Regions from separate parts of the Mus musculus genome. Here regions 2, 3 and 4 are each linked to region 1. The links are chromatin contacts, called in public Hi-C and HiChIP or PLAC-seq maps. All regions are on one chromosome and are shown on one strand. The core of a region is the stretch at or near the end of the contact, and the rest is flanking DNA. Distances in the headings are between cores, read along the strand shown.

Region 1 (2,700 bases), core at 1-2,500:
GCTTCTGACTTGACACAGCAGCAAGGCTCTTCCCACCAAATAAGGGCGAAACTGCCCTTGAAGCCCTTGTCTATCCAGAACAGCATGTTTTAACGTTAAGCCTGAGGATTTTCCAGTCTTGAGGCAAATGCCTGTTCCATTGATGACTATAAGTAAGGGTCTGGTCTTCTGGCAGTGCCTGGCTATCATTTCTGTAATGGCTAACTGTACACCATTGGCTAAAGGAAAGGGAAAACAGTGGCTTGTGACATCTTGGAACACAGAACACCCATTGAGACTAATATGTCTGAAAATGTCGTGGAAAGGATGTGCAGGATCTCAGAAGACCTGACACACCGTTATCTTGCTGTTTGTGAGGCGGCACGTCTACGAAGGAGAACAAAGCAGACACCAAACACCGCATGTGTGAAGGGTAAGGACCAGCTTCGTTCTTCTGTCTGCTCATGGGAAGTAACCAGGTACTATTTCTTTGAGTGTTACCCCAGAGGAATTTAGCTTCCTCTCGTTCTCAAATGCTTTTCTATCTCCAGACAGGGTCTTTCTCTGGATAGTAAGCTGGCCCCCTACTCACCATGAGGCCCAAGCTTTCCTGAAGAGTCTTGGTCCCCCTGCCTCAGTCTCTCTAATGCTGGGATTGCAGATGTGACCCTCCACATCACCTTCTGGTGTCTAATTTTTATCCTTGGTTAGTGCAGTGTCTCCCTTAGCCAAGTTGTGGCCTTACACAGAAGTTTACCCTCAGACCAGACCAAGCCTAAAGGAAGCAGAAGCTGACTCCCCGTGGAGCCTTGCCTGGTTTTTCAGTGGCACATCCTGCTGATTTCTGGTCACACTGACAGAGCTTGTTTCTCTTTAATCATTATCCCCGGCTGCCCACGCTGTCATTTAAAAACAATAAATGCTGATTATGAAAATAATAATTACCATTTGGAAAACGGAGCATGCTGTCCTCTCTACCATTACAGTTTACAAATGTGCTGTCAGATTTGCCCCTTCCCCCGCAGGATGTGAGGAAGCCAACCTTGATCCCCCACCCACTTCAGGCACCGCTGGACAGGGAGAAGGTTTCAGTCTGAGGCAGTTGGAAGTTCACATGCACATGGAGACAGCTGCCAACCCTCATTCTCATACAAGGAAGGAAACAGGCAGGAAATGAGAAAGAGGCAGTAGTGAGCTTTTATATTTATAGGGGAAACAGCACCAGACTGGGGGCTGAGCCTCAGTGTGAGTCCCAGCTTTGTTGGTATTGAGCTGTTCTCCAAAGAGATCCTCTCACTGTTGGTTTCGCTTTCCCTTCTTTCTCATAGTTTTGAAATAGGACAATTGATTTCATTTCTCTCATTTCTATAAATTGCTCCATCTCTAAAGCTGGGATAAGTGTTGATTGCATTAATCTCCTTTCTCATCTGCCACGGCCCTTCCTGTTTCCGCTCAGCACACTGCTCTCCCCTGTTCTCATTACCCAGATCTCTCGCTCTTCCATTTGGCAGGAAGTAACGTTCATGGATTGAGCAAATTCCCCCACTTCTCATATCTGTGCTGTTCTTTTCCCAGCCTTTTGTCCCAAATCCACCCCTGCTCTGTGGCTGTCACTGATAAGTGAATGAAAGTGCCTTTATTGGGAACCTACAATGAAAACTCTTCAGTTTTGCTTTAAGAAGATAAACGGGGCTTCAGCATGTCCCCAGGCCTCTGTGAGACAAGGGCTGAGCAGCGTGAACCCTCTTTGCTTCATGCTCATCTCTCTCTATGAGGTGAGCTCTCTGTGGCTGTTGGCCACACTCTGAGGTTTCTTCCTACTTCTTCGGTTCCTTTTGCTAGATTTGCCTTTTTGACCGGTTCACTAACTAGCTATAATTTCCAAGGGCTCTATTCTCTCATTATAAATACATATGTATATGTGGATATGTATTATGTATATGTACATATACACATACAACAGAAATGAGTGCTTCTGGCCACCAAAAGATATGACAGGTTGGGGTCCTGACTTTTTACTTTATTTTTGTAGACCCTATGTACAAGATGTGAGGTGGCTCCCCATTAGGCATTCACTGCTCATAGTAGGAGGTATACAATGCTTTTTGCTCTTGGTCAATACAAGCCTTGGAACTAAACCTTGATTCCAAAGGACCTACTATTCTGACCTCAACTGGGGTTATATTTCCTTTCTTCAGATTCCAATGCTGGCCCACAATCTTCATTCAAGAGTTAGCATGTCCCCAGTTTTAGAGAAGGAATCAGACAAGCATCCCATATACTACCTGATACTCTCAAGTTTCACTATATTCATATTCATCTATTTTGGCAAATGCTTTTGATCAAACACATAACACATATGTAATGGAACATGGTGGAAATAAAATGGGGTTGATAGATAACTGTAGGATTTTGTAGCAAATCTGATTTTGGTGTCATCTTGTGAAAAAAAAACTTTAATATTTCAGTGCTCTGTGGGCTTTAGAATGACAAGAGGGCTTTAGGTGTAGCTCAATGCTAAGAGCAGGCTCAGGGCATATATGCAAGGACCATCCCATCTGAGCTAAGAACAGGCTCAGGGGTACATGCAAAGACCCTCCCATTTGATCTGTGGAAATGTGGACACTAAAATAGAAATAAAAAGAATTGCATAGAGGAGCTGAATATGGTGGTATATACTTGTACGTCCAGTGCTCTGGAGACTGAAGCCAGAGGATCATA
Region 2 (2,700 bases), core at 123-2,622, 210 kb after region 1:
TCAAGCAATAAGCAAAAGTTTACTTTATTTATTATAACTTTCATAAGTTATATTTGTAGTTGGTAAATGTCATTCCAGCCACTATAGCAACATGAGTAGCTATAATGAATGATGCTCCTGGCACCCTTCCACTCACTGTAAAGTATGTTTAAGGACAAATTTCAACAAGATTAAAATTCAACTAAGCTGTAAAACAATGAAAGTAATTTAAGATTGTCTAAATATGTGGCATCTCAGACTCAAACTTTGATCAGATATCACAGTATGCATAGAAAATTATACAGTAAAATTGTGCACAGAACACCACTAGCTACTGTTCAAAACACCAAAGGCCTGATAGTGCTTTAGTTAGACTCTCCAACAGGATTCTGTTCTGTGTGAATAAACCCTGTCCGCCTCACCATTCCTGCACACTTAGCCGGTATACGCCATCCTCAGCAATGCTAGCAAGGGCAGAGAGAAAGCCCAAGTCTAAATTTTATAATGTTAAGCTAAGGCGTGCCCAGGGGATAGGAAACCATGAGCTAGACTCTTCTTTATTTTTTTTAAACATACATTTATTTTGGGGCATTTGGAGAGAGGTACACCACAATTTACATGTAGAGGTCAGAGGACAACTTATGGGAATCAGTTCTCTTTTACCAGGTGGGTCCTGGGGACTGAACTCAGGTCTCCACACTTTGCAGCAAGTGCCTTAATCCCTTGAGCCATCTCATCAGCCCCAGATTTTCCTGATGAAGAGTATTCATGATGGTGCTTATGAAACTTAAGAGTAAAAGGATTCTAGTAAATTAAGATCAGAGAAGCTAATTGAATTGGTCAATGCAGTATGTTTATAAGTCATTACCAGAAGTAATAACCACATATGGCAGGATAGGATGCTAGAGAAAGAAAGCCTTTCCAGGTAAAGGGCTAAACAAACTGTTCATCTAAGGGAAAAACACACCCAAAGAGTGCTTCCTGTATTATACCATTTAATAGCATCTTGTTATGTTTTTTATTTAGATATGACATTCTTGAAATAAAATTAACCAAAAGCAGATTCATATAGTTGGGAAGATGGGTCAGTGGGCAAGAATGCCCCCTTTGCAACCACAAAGACTTGAGTTTAAATACCCAGCTCCCATGTAAATAGGAGCTCATAACCTCAGCACTGGGGCCAGAGTGGGCAGATCTGGAGAGCTTGCTGGCCAGCCAGTCTAGCCAAATGGTGAGCTTCTTGTTCAGTGAGACAGTGTCTCAAAGCAATCAGATAGGGGCAGAGGTGCAGTAAACACAAAAGCCTACTCTGGAGTACCACATGGGCCTCTCTGTACACCCACTTGTATCTCTCATATGGGCATGTGCACCCACACCCATATCAAACAATAACATCTCTCTCCTAAAACCAACAATCACAGTACTGGTTACAAGAGGTAAGGCATCGATGGGAGCAGGATGAAATGGTTGTGGCTGTGAAAGTGTGACAAGAGGGCTCTGGTGGGGGCGCTATCTGTGTACTGACTACAATGTGCATATCTTGGTTTTTTGGTTTTTTTTTTTTTTTTTTTGTGATCTTTCGTGGCGTTTACAGTTCTGGAGATTGAACCCAGAGCCACGAGACTGTTAAGCATGTGCACACCTGTAGACCCAGTCTCTCCCAGCCAACAGGAAGGGCTTGCCCATGTTAGGAACCTGTTCTTGGGCAGCCCTCCCTGGCATTGCTTCTCTGCTCATCCCCTTAACCCTGAGTCCACGTCTCCTGTCAGAACGGCCTGTATGTGAGGTTACAAAGGTTGAAGGGAAGTCCCGGCAACAGATTTCAGGAAGTAGAGATCTAAAGCCACATCATTCTGTAGTGTGCTCAGCTTTATGCAATCCAGCTGTCTGCATGCTGGGCTCAAAAACTCCTGCTTCCTGGCAAAATGACAGGAAGAGAAGTAACCATATATGTATTTCCTGCCCACTACCTGGAACAGACAGACAAGAAAAGAGGAACTGTAAAATTTGAACACTATAACCATTATGTAGCCACGTGCCTCTTCCCTTCACTCCTCTTCCCTGTCCTCCTCCCCTTTCCTCTCCCTCTCCCCCCCTTCCTTCATCTTTCATTCCTTCCCTCCCCTCTCCTATTCTCTCCTCCCCTCTCCTCCTCTCCCCTTTCCTCCTCTTCCCTTTCCCTTCCTTCTTCCTCTCCCCTCCCTTCTTCCCCCCTTTCCGTCTTCCCATTCCCTCCCCTCCTTTTCCCTCTCCCCTCCCCTCCCCTTTCCACACCTTCCCTTCCTTCCCTCCTCTCTCTTATTCTCTCCTCCCCTCTCCTCCTCCTCTCCCCTCTCCCTCTTCTCTTTCCCTCCCTGCCCCTCTTCCCTTCCCCTTCCCTCTTTCCCTTCCCTCTTCCTCTTTCCTCCCCTTTTCTTTCCCCTTTTCTCACCATCTCCTTTTCTTTCTAGCTTCTCATGTAGCTCAGGATACTCTCACACTCACTATGTAATGCAGGAAGACCTTAAAATTCTAATCCTCCTGTCTCAACCTCAATCTCCTAGATGCTGGGAAGACAGTATGTTTCACCATGTCTGGCTTATACTAAATTTTCTCAAAAGTTAGCAACTCTGCCTCTTTCTTCTGACCTTGGAGACTGTGTGGATCTTCAGGGGTCAAGTGTGACTGTTATTGAGTGGATGAGGTGACACCTGTAGTTAAAGGACACTTCTGTCACAACTT
Region 3 (2,700 bases), core at 141-2,640, 180 kb after region 1:
AGAAGAGGAGGATACTGGACCCACCTTTTCAGCTCTGACTCTACATAACAGAGTACATTCATCTCAGGAGGCCAGAGAGATGCCTCTGGGAGACGGGAACCTTGTGCCCTAGCCTGCCGTGCCAGTAGAGTCTTCCCAGGACTAGAAGGATCCCGTGCTGAGCAGAAGGCTGGAACACCGTGCTGTCATGAGTGGAGCCCTCTGGCCTGGCACTTGTGGCCTCCCTTTCCTGCCTTCTTCACAGAATGTGAGAGGTCCTCAGAGATGTCTAGAAGCTTTAAGTCTTCCAAAGACACAGAATTGGATGATACAGAAAAGTTTAGCCATGCAATTCTTGAAACTGACCAAACCATGCAGATACAATCTGTTTTTTTTTTTTTTTTAATTCATTTGCTTGGTATGTAAAAGTCACATTGTGTGTCTATTTGGTTAAAGAGATGTAGAAAAGGTGCTTTTAAAATTTATTTTTTGAGTTGCTTAACATCTTTATTTTTTACAATGAACATGTTAGTTATATAATCAGAATTGCTATAATACATATATACATATCTAAGGATATATATACACATATATAGGTAAAATATATACACATATATACATATCTAAAGGAATATTAAATGAATAATAATGCAACAATTATATATTTGTCAATATCTTGACCAAAGTTAGGACACTTAACTCAGATACTGATGTCTTGTGGGATGCAGGTGCTTATATTTGGGAACCTGTGAGGAATGGGGTGAAGCCTGCTGCGCCCCCACATGGGGAAGCAGGAGAACTAACCTCATGTCCTGGGAAACTCTGGCAGTGCCCTCGGAGACAGGCCCTTGTAATTTTAGTCTTGTCCAGAAGGTTCCATTTTAGAGTCTGAGGTTTCTTTCTTTTAAACTGGGGTCATCCAATGAGCTTTGCTTAGTTTCTGTGGCATGAGGTCTTTGTGCTGTTGTGTATCCCTGACCCAGGTTGGGTAGGCAACACAGAAGGAACATCCTAGGATCTTGATGTCTCTGATTTGGGAGAGCTACAACTGAGCTGACATCCTCTCTCAGTGGACCATTGCTAGGTACCAAGTTCATGGTGCTGACTTTCCCACAGGGAGGCCGTAATTGGACAGAAGTCCTGGTGGAAAGGAGTCCTGATGTGTAGGAACCCTGGGCTCACTGTCTTCAGAAGACTTTCCCAAATCATACTCAAGTTACCTACTAACTGTAGTAGGGCCAGCCATCACTAGCAAAATTCATTTCTTTCCTTAGGGGCTGATTCACCCGCCATTCTTCACACTTTGATTCCTGTCTTGGTTGTCTGATGTGGTGCAGCAGTAGATTGGGCAACAACGTGTACCCATCATGCAGTGCTAGGGGCACAGTTCCTAAGAAGTGAGTCTGTGGTTAGGCAGTTATGAAGAGGGATATACAGAGGATCAGGCTGCCACAGCATAGGCAGAGCAGGGGTGGTGTGTGGGGGTCAGAGGCAAGTGGGAAACATTTGACTCAGACACAAGGAAACCAATTCTAGGTGACAAGAGGTAGATAAGTGGAGGGACAGTGAGCTCTGCTGAGACAGTCCTTACCTTTCATCCCTAAGGTAGCTGGAGAAGAAAGCACAGAATTGGACAGTTGCCAGACTCAGATCCTGGAGGCTCTTCCAGAACAGGGCATCTCAGTTGAGTACAATTCTGCCCTCTAGGGACATCCAGCAGAGTGTCATAAGGCTGTGTGGGGTCTGGGTGAGTCACTCTAAGGAAATAAAGTCTCAGCAATGCACAGGAAAGCCCTTGACCACAAAGGACGACCTGGCTCAGAGCATTGTCAGAGTTGAGGTTGAAAAACCCTCTTCTGAGACTTTCTTTTTTCCCTTTTCTAAAGCATGGGGGAATCATGAAGGGGCTTTACCCAGGAGAGTGTTGGGTTAGTGTTATATTTATAACCAAGTGTAGCTCCTCTGAGAAAGTTCTGTGGCTCAGCTGTGGTGTTTACAGTCATTTTCTTTCATGGTTCCAAAGCTGTGCTTCAGATGGGAGTTTCCAGCTATGATATTGCCACCCTAGTATTTACCCTTTGGCTGGCCTTATCGGGTCATCTCCCCAGGGCAGAGACCCGATTCAGAGCTAAGCAGCACAAGGGCTTTTTTTCTGAGCTACACAACAAAAGTCACCACACTAGGGCTTGGTAACTATTTCAGCATCTGAAATAGCAGGCAGAAAAATACCTTGGAGATGTCCATGATGCTAATCTCCCAGATCTGTGAATATGTCATGTTACACGCAAAGGAGGCTTTTGCAGATGTGATTAGTTATGGATTTTGAGATGTGAGAAGATTATACTGGATTACATGAGCAAACTCAGTGTCAACAAAAAGGTTCTTAGGAGAGGAAAGCAGGCTCACGCATGAGCAGAAGGGGGTGGGCACGCTGTAGGGTTGGGGTTGGGTCAGATTCAGATGATGGAAACAGGCCAGAGACAGATCGGAAAATGATATGTTGACAACTTTGAAGATGGAGGAACTGTCACTGTCACCCTGTGTTGACACCTGGCCATAGAAACTGGATTCTAAAAAGAGATGTTTGTGACCCTTCCTTCTACTTTCAAACTATTAAACCAGTTGACCACAAAGAATTAAAATTTCTCTACACTAGTAAAAGAGTTACAGCTCTTGGGTCAGGCAGGGGAAAGACTTGCCTCACATGAGGGGATTCCACAC
Region 4 (2,700 bases), core at 26-2,525, 250 kb after region 1:
GGTTATGTATGCTCAGTTTTAAAAGAAATTGCCAAGCTACTTTCCAGGTTGGGTATGCCATAGAGTCCCTCCAACAGTGTGTGCGGACTGGGCTTCTCCAAGTCATCAAAAAAGCAAAATAAACAAACAACAACAAACAAACAAGAAACTGCTTGCCCCTGTCACTTTGACTGTAGCTGCCCAGCAGGTGTGAAATCTGTTCTTCGTTGCTGTTGTTTGTTTGTTTGTTGCATGTCTACGGGCTAGTCTTTTTGATGTGTTCCTTGTCTTCTCTGCTACCCTATCTAAGAATTTGCCAGCAATATTTTAAAGCTCAGGAGATGGCAGATAAAACTCCCTGGGGATGGAAATGGGGTTTGTCTTGTTCATTAGCCACTTAATTCTAAGAACTCACTACTGAGTGGGAAGCAACACATTACCTCAGTGCTGCTGCTTTTTTAAAAAAGCTACAAACTCAATACCTCAAAACAGCACACATTTATTCTTTTAAAGTTCTTGACACCAGAGTTTGGAATTTCATTGGGTCCAAATCAGTCAGGGGAGACTCTGGGCACTGTAGAGGGAATCTGTTCTCTCCTGACTCTCTCCTTCTCTCCTCAGGTCCTCCTGCAAGATGGCTTGCCTTCTGTTCTGTAGTGAAATAAATATTCCTTTACCTCACTTCCCCTTTGGTGATATACCTGATTACATGTAGAATCTACCTAAATAATCGAGGGTAACACACTCTAGGTTTCTTTTGCCATTTAAAGAAACTTCCTGGGATTAGGCCGTGAATATCTCTGGGGTATTTCAGCTGACTACCCCAGAGATAGGTCAGCAATCTGTCTGCATGAGGAGGCCTCTGAGGTTTAGGTTTGGAGTTGGTTGGTTCGGACAACGGTTCCTGTTGAGGGGTCTTCTGGAGGCTCAGGTAGGTCCTAGAGGCATGCTGATTTGGGCTCCATAGCCCTTACGGCTCCTCTCACTCTTTTTCCTAGAAACAAGAGGAGCGGACAGCACTTGGGCAGCCACCGGGTGGTGGAGGGGCCTCTGATGGTGCCCAACATCCTGGCCCTAGTCTTCTACCACCCACGCTTACTACACAGCAACCCCTTTCCCATCCCCATCTCCTTACCCTTACCCTTACACTTGCCGCCCCTTGGGAGTCGGCCACGCTGCAATCTCTCAGGTGGCCAGCAGGGGTCAGCATCCCCGCGCAGAGGGTCTCGAGGCTGCGATGGGTGGAGCAGGGCTCGGTGGTGTCCTCCTGCCACCTCTGGTACAGGTCCTGAGTACAGCCAATGTGTCTCCACTGCTTACCCGCTCTCTTCTCTTCGCTTTCCACCTACGAGAAGGCGGCTCCCTCGGGGTCAGCTTGGAGGAAGCTAGCCTCCACAGAAGAGCCGGGAAGGAGGACCAGAGGCACCGGAAGCCCAGAGGCCTTCCTGAGAGCAGGAAGCTGTTAGATTTAGAATGAATTTTCTCCCAAGTGTCTCAGATTGTTGGCCAAAGTTACTCTGATTCTAACGTCCCGTGGTTCCTCGTCCAGCTGGTGGGTTTGGGTGGAGCCTGGTGGAATGCTTGGGCCAGTGCCTCGGGTCTGCAGTAAGAGAGCCTGGCAAAGCCAGGCATTAAAACCTCAGCCCAATTACGTTCTTTTCCACTTGTGTCCTTCCTAATTAAAGGAGGCCCTCTTGATGCCAGCATGGAATGCTGCAGACAAGGAGAAACTAAATTCTGGTCTCGAACTCAACAGCCTGTCTTTAAAGCAGATTCATTATTCACGATGAATAAAAAGTAGCTATAAACACTTGTGTATGGTGGTATGGATATACATTTCCGTAGTTGGGAATGTCATGTGTTTTTCTTGCTTGTAGAATTTCTGATTGAAAATCTTTAAGATAGTTGGAAAACAACACAGGTATCGTGGACTGAGTGGTTGTTTTGTATCAGGCAGAATATGTGTCTGAAAGGGGCGGGAGGGTCTTCCGGTCCACCCTGACTTTGGGAAGCTGCAGCATACTAGCTCTGTAGGGCATTCGGTGCTGCAGCAAAGACAGCCCTGAGAGAGACCCTTGGTGGATGGCCCTTTACTGTATGCCTGAAATCTGCATCAGCTTGGTCTAGGAGGCTTGTCTCTTTGGAATTTCTTTGTGGTGACATGGTCAAATCAAAGACATGCAGAGCCAGGCCCCGTCTTAGCTGTCCTGGGTTGCATCTAACTGAGTCCCCCATTTCCCTGACCATGTTTCCTGACTACCTCAGTCTATGGAATGTTGACTTTGTTCTTCAGCTCATTTTCTTCACCTTTACAAGAGATGTTTGTAACAGAGTAAAGCGGGGCTAACTAACACTTTCTAGTACCTCAAACAATTGCCACACTGCCAGATATACTTGTTTCACAGGATCATCTGCAATGCTAAATTTCCTTTTTATGTCATCCGTGGAAGCTCCTAACCAAAGGGGGATGGAGAATACTCACGAGTCTGAGTGATGTTGCATGTCATTGTGTGGTCTCACTATAAGCACTTCTGAGGGCTAAGCTTTCTCAGGTCCTGATGAAATAGCTCTCTAAGACAAACAAAGCAACAAAACAACTCATAGAGCCAAAATACTAACAATCAGCAACAACAGGCTCGATATTGTTAAGGTAAGTTACTGAATGCTGACATTCACAACAGAACATAGACAAGTATCTGTAATTAACCAGGTCAAAAAAAA

Evidence for each region. Hi-C and Micro-C count contacts between places; a contact is called where the count stands out from the background. HiChIP or PLAC-seq counts read pairs in DNA pulled down with a chosen protein or histone mark.
Region 2: a contact with region 1 is called in an H3K4me3 HiChIP or PLAC-seq map of bone marrow-derived macrophages, with 5 times the contacts expected there. The contact joins two enhancer-like sites. A contact is called at or near these places in 7 of 39 promoter capture datasets (the 3T3-L1 cell line, the C10 cell line, epiblast stem cells and 3 more), 3 of 15 datasets of contacts at CTCF or cohesin (CD8 T cells, the NIH/3T3 cell line and large pre-B cells), 7 of 484 Hi-C or Micro-C datasets (B cells, bone marrow-derived macrophages, embryonic stem cells and 4 more), 9 of 115 datasets of contacts at active chromatin or transcription factors (CD8 T cells, the SCID.adh cell line, bone marrow-derived macrophages and 6 more) and 5 of 9 other capture datasets (adipose tissue, bone marrow-derived macrophages, embryonic stem cells and 2 more).
Region 3: an H3K27ac HiChIP or PLAC-seq map of thymic regulatory T cells shows a contact between it and region 1, with 6 times the contacts expected there. The contact joins two enhancer-like sites. A contact is called at or near these places in 8 of 39 promoter capture datasets (the 3T3-L1 cell line, Sertoli cells, embryonic stem cells and 3 more), 2 of 15 datasets of contacts at CTCF or cohesin (CD8 T cells and large pre-B cells), 11 of 484 Hi-C or Micro-C datasets (CD4 T cells, CD8 T cells, the N1E-115 cell line and 7 more), 19 of 115 datasets of contacts at active chromatin or transcription factors (the 230-238 cell line, CD8 T cells, the SCID.adh cell line and 13 more) and 1 of 9 other capture datasets (liver).
Region 4: a contact with region 1 is called in a Hi-C map of liver, with 2.9 times the contacts expected there. The contact joins two enhancer-like sites. A contact is called at or near these places in 7 of 39 promoter capture datasets (3T3-L1-derived adipocytes, the HPC-7 cell line, HPC-7-derived erythroid cells and 4 more), 4 of 484 Hi-C or Micro-C datasets (bone marrow-derived macrophages, embryonic stem cells, group 2 innate lymphoid cells and 1 more), 10 of 115 datasets of contacts at active chromatin or transcription factors (bone marrow-derived macrophages, craniofacial prominence, embryonic forebrain and 4 more) and 1 of 9 other capture datasets (embryonic stem cells).

The regions. Positions count from the first base shown.
Region 1 is chr11:22,870,576-22,873,275 of GRCm38.p6, reverse strand. No RefSeq gene overlaps it. Among named protein-coding and RNA genes, the nearest start is that of Gm24917, 3.0 kb to the right of the region's middle. Within about 2 kb of position 1,250, at least 132 of the 459 cell types and tissues checked have an H3K27ac peak or open chromatin away from gene starts, as enhancers often do. A contact at or near this core is called in B cells, CD8 T cells, the N1E-115 cell line and 13 more, where this site is marked.
Region 2 is chr11:22,665,348-22,668,047 of GRCm38.p6, reverse strand. It overlaps Gm40816 (a long non-coding RNA gene), which reads right to left. Exons shown (of 3, transcript XR_872306.2): 3 at 1,524-1,949. Among named protein-coding and RNA genes, the nearest start is that of Gm40816, 13 kb to the right of the region's middle. Within about 2 kb of position 1,372, at least 67 of the 459 cell types and tissues checked have an H3K27ac peak or open chromatin away from gene starts, as enhancers often do. A contact at or near this core is called in B cells, the SCID.adh cell line, bone marrow-derived macrophages and 1 more, where this site is marked.
Region 3 is chr11:22,692,246-22,694,945 of GRCm38.p6, reverse strand. No RefSeq gene overlaps it. Among named protein-coding and RNA genes, the nearest start is that of Gm40816, 40 kb to the right of the region's middle. Within about 2 kb of position 1,390, at least 112 of the 459 cell types and tissues checked have an H3K27ac peak or open chromatin away from gene starts, as enhancers often do. A contact at or near this core is called in CD8 T cells, the N1E-115 cell line, the SCID.adh cell line and 10 more, where this site is marked.
Region 4 is chr11:22,616,251-22,618,950 of GRCm38.p6, reverse strand. It overlaps Gm12052 (predicted gene 12052), which reads right to left. Exons shown (of 5, transcript NR_166746.1): 3 at 2,462-2,550; 4 at 1,121-1,594; 5 at 459-630. Among named protein-coding and RNA genes, the nearest start is that of Gm12052, 5.9 kb to the right of the region's middle. Within about 2 kb of position 1,275, at least 136 of the 459 cell types and tissues checked have an H3K27ac peak or open chromatin away from gene starts, as enhancers often do. A contact at or near this core is called in bone marrow-derived macrophages, heart atrium and liver, where this site is marked.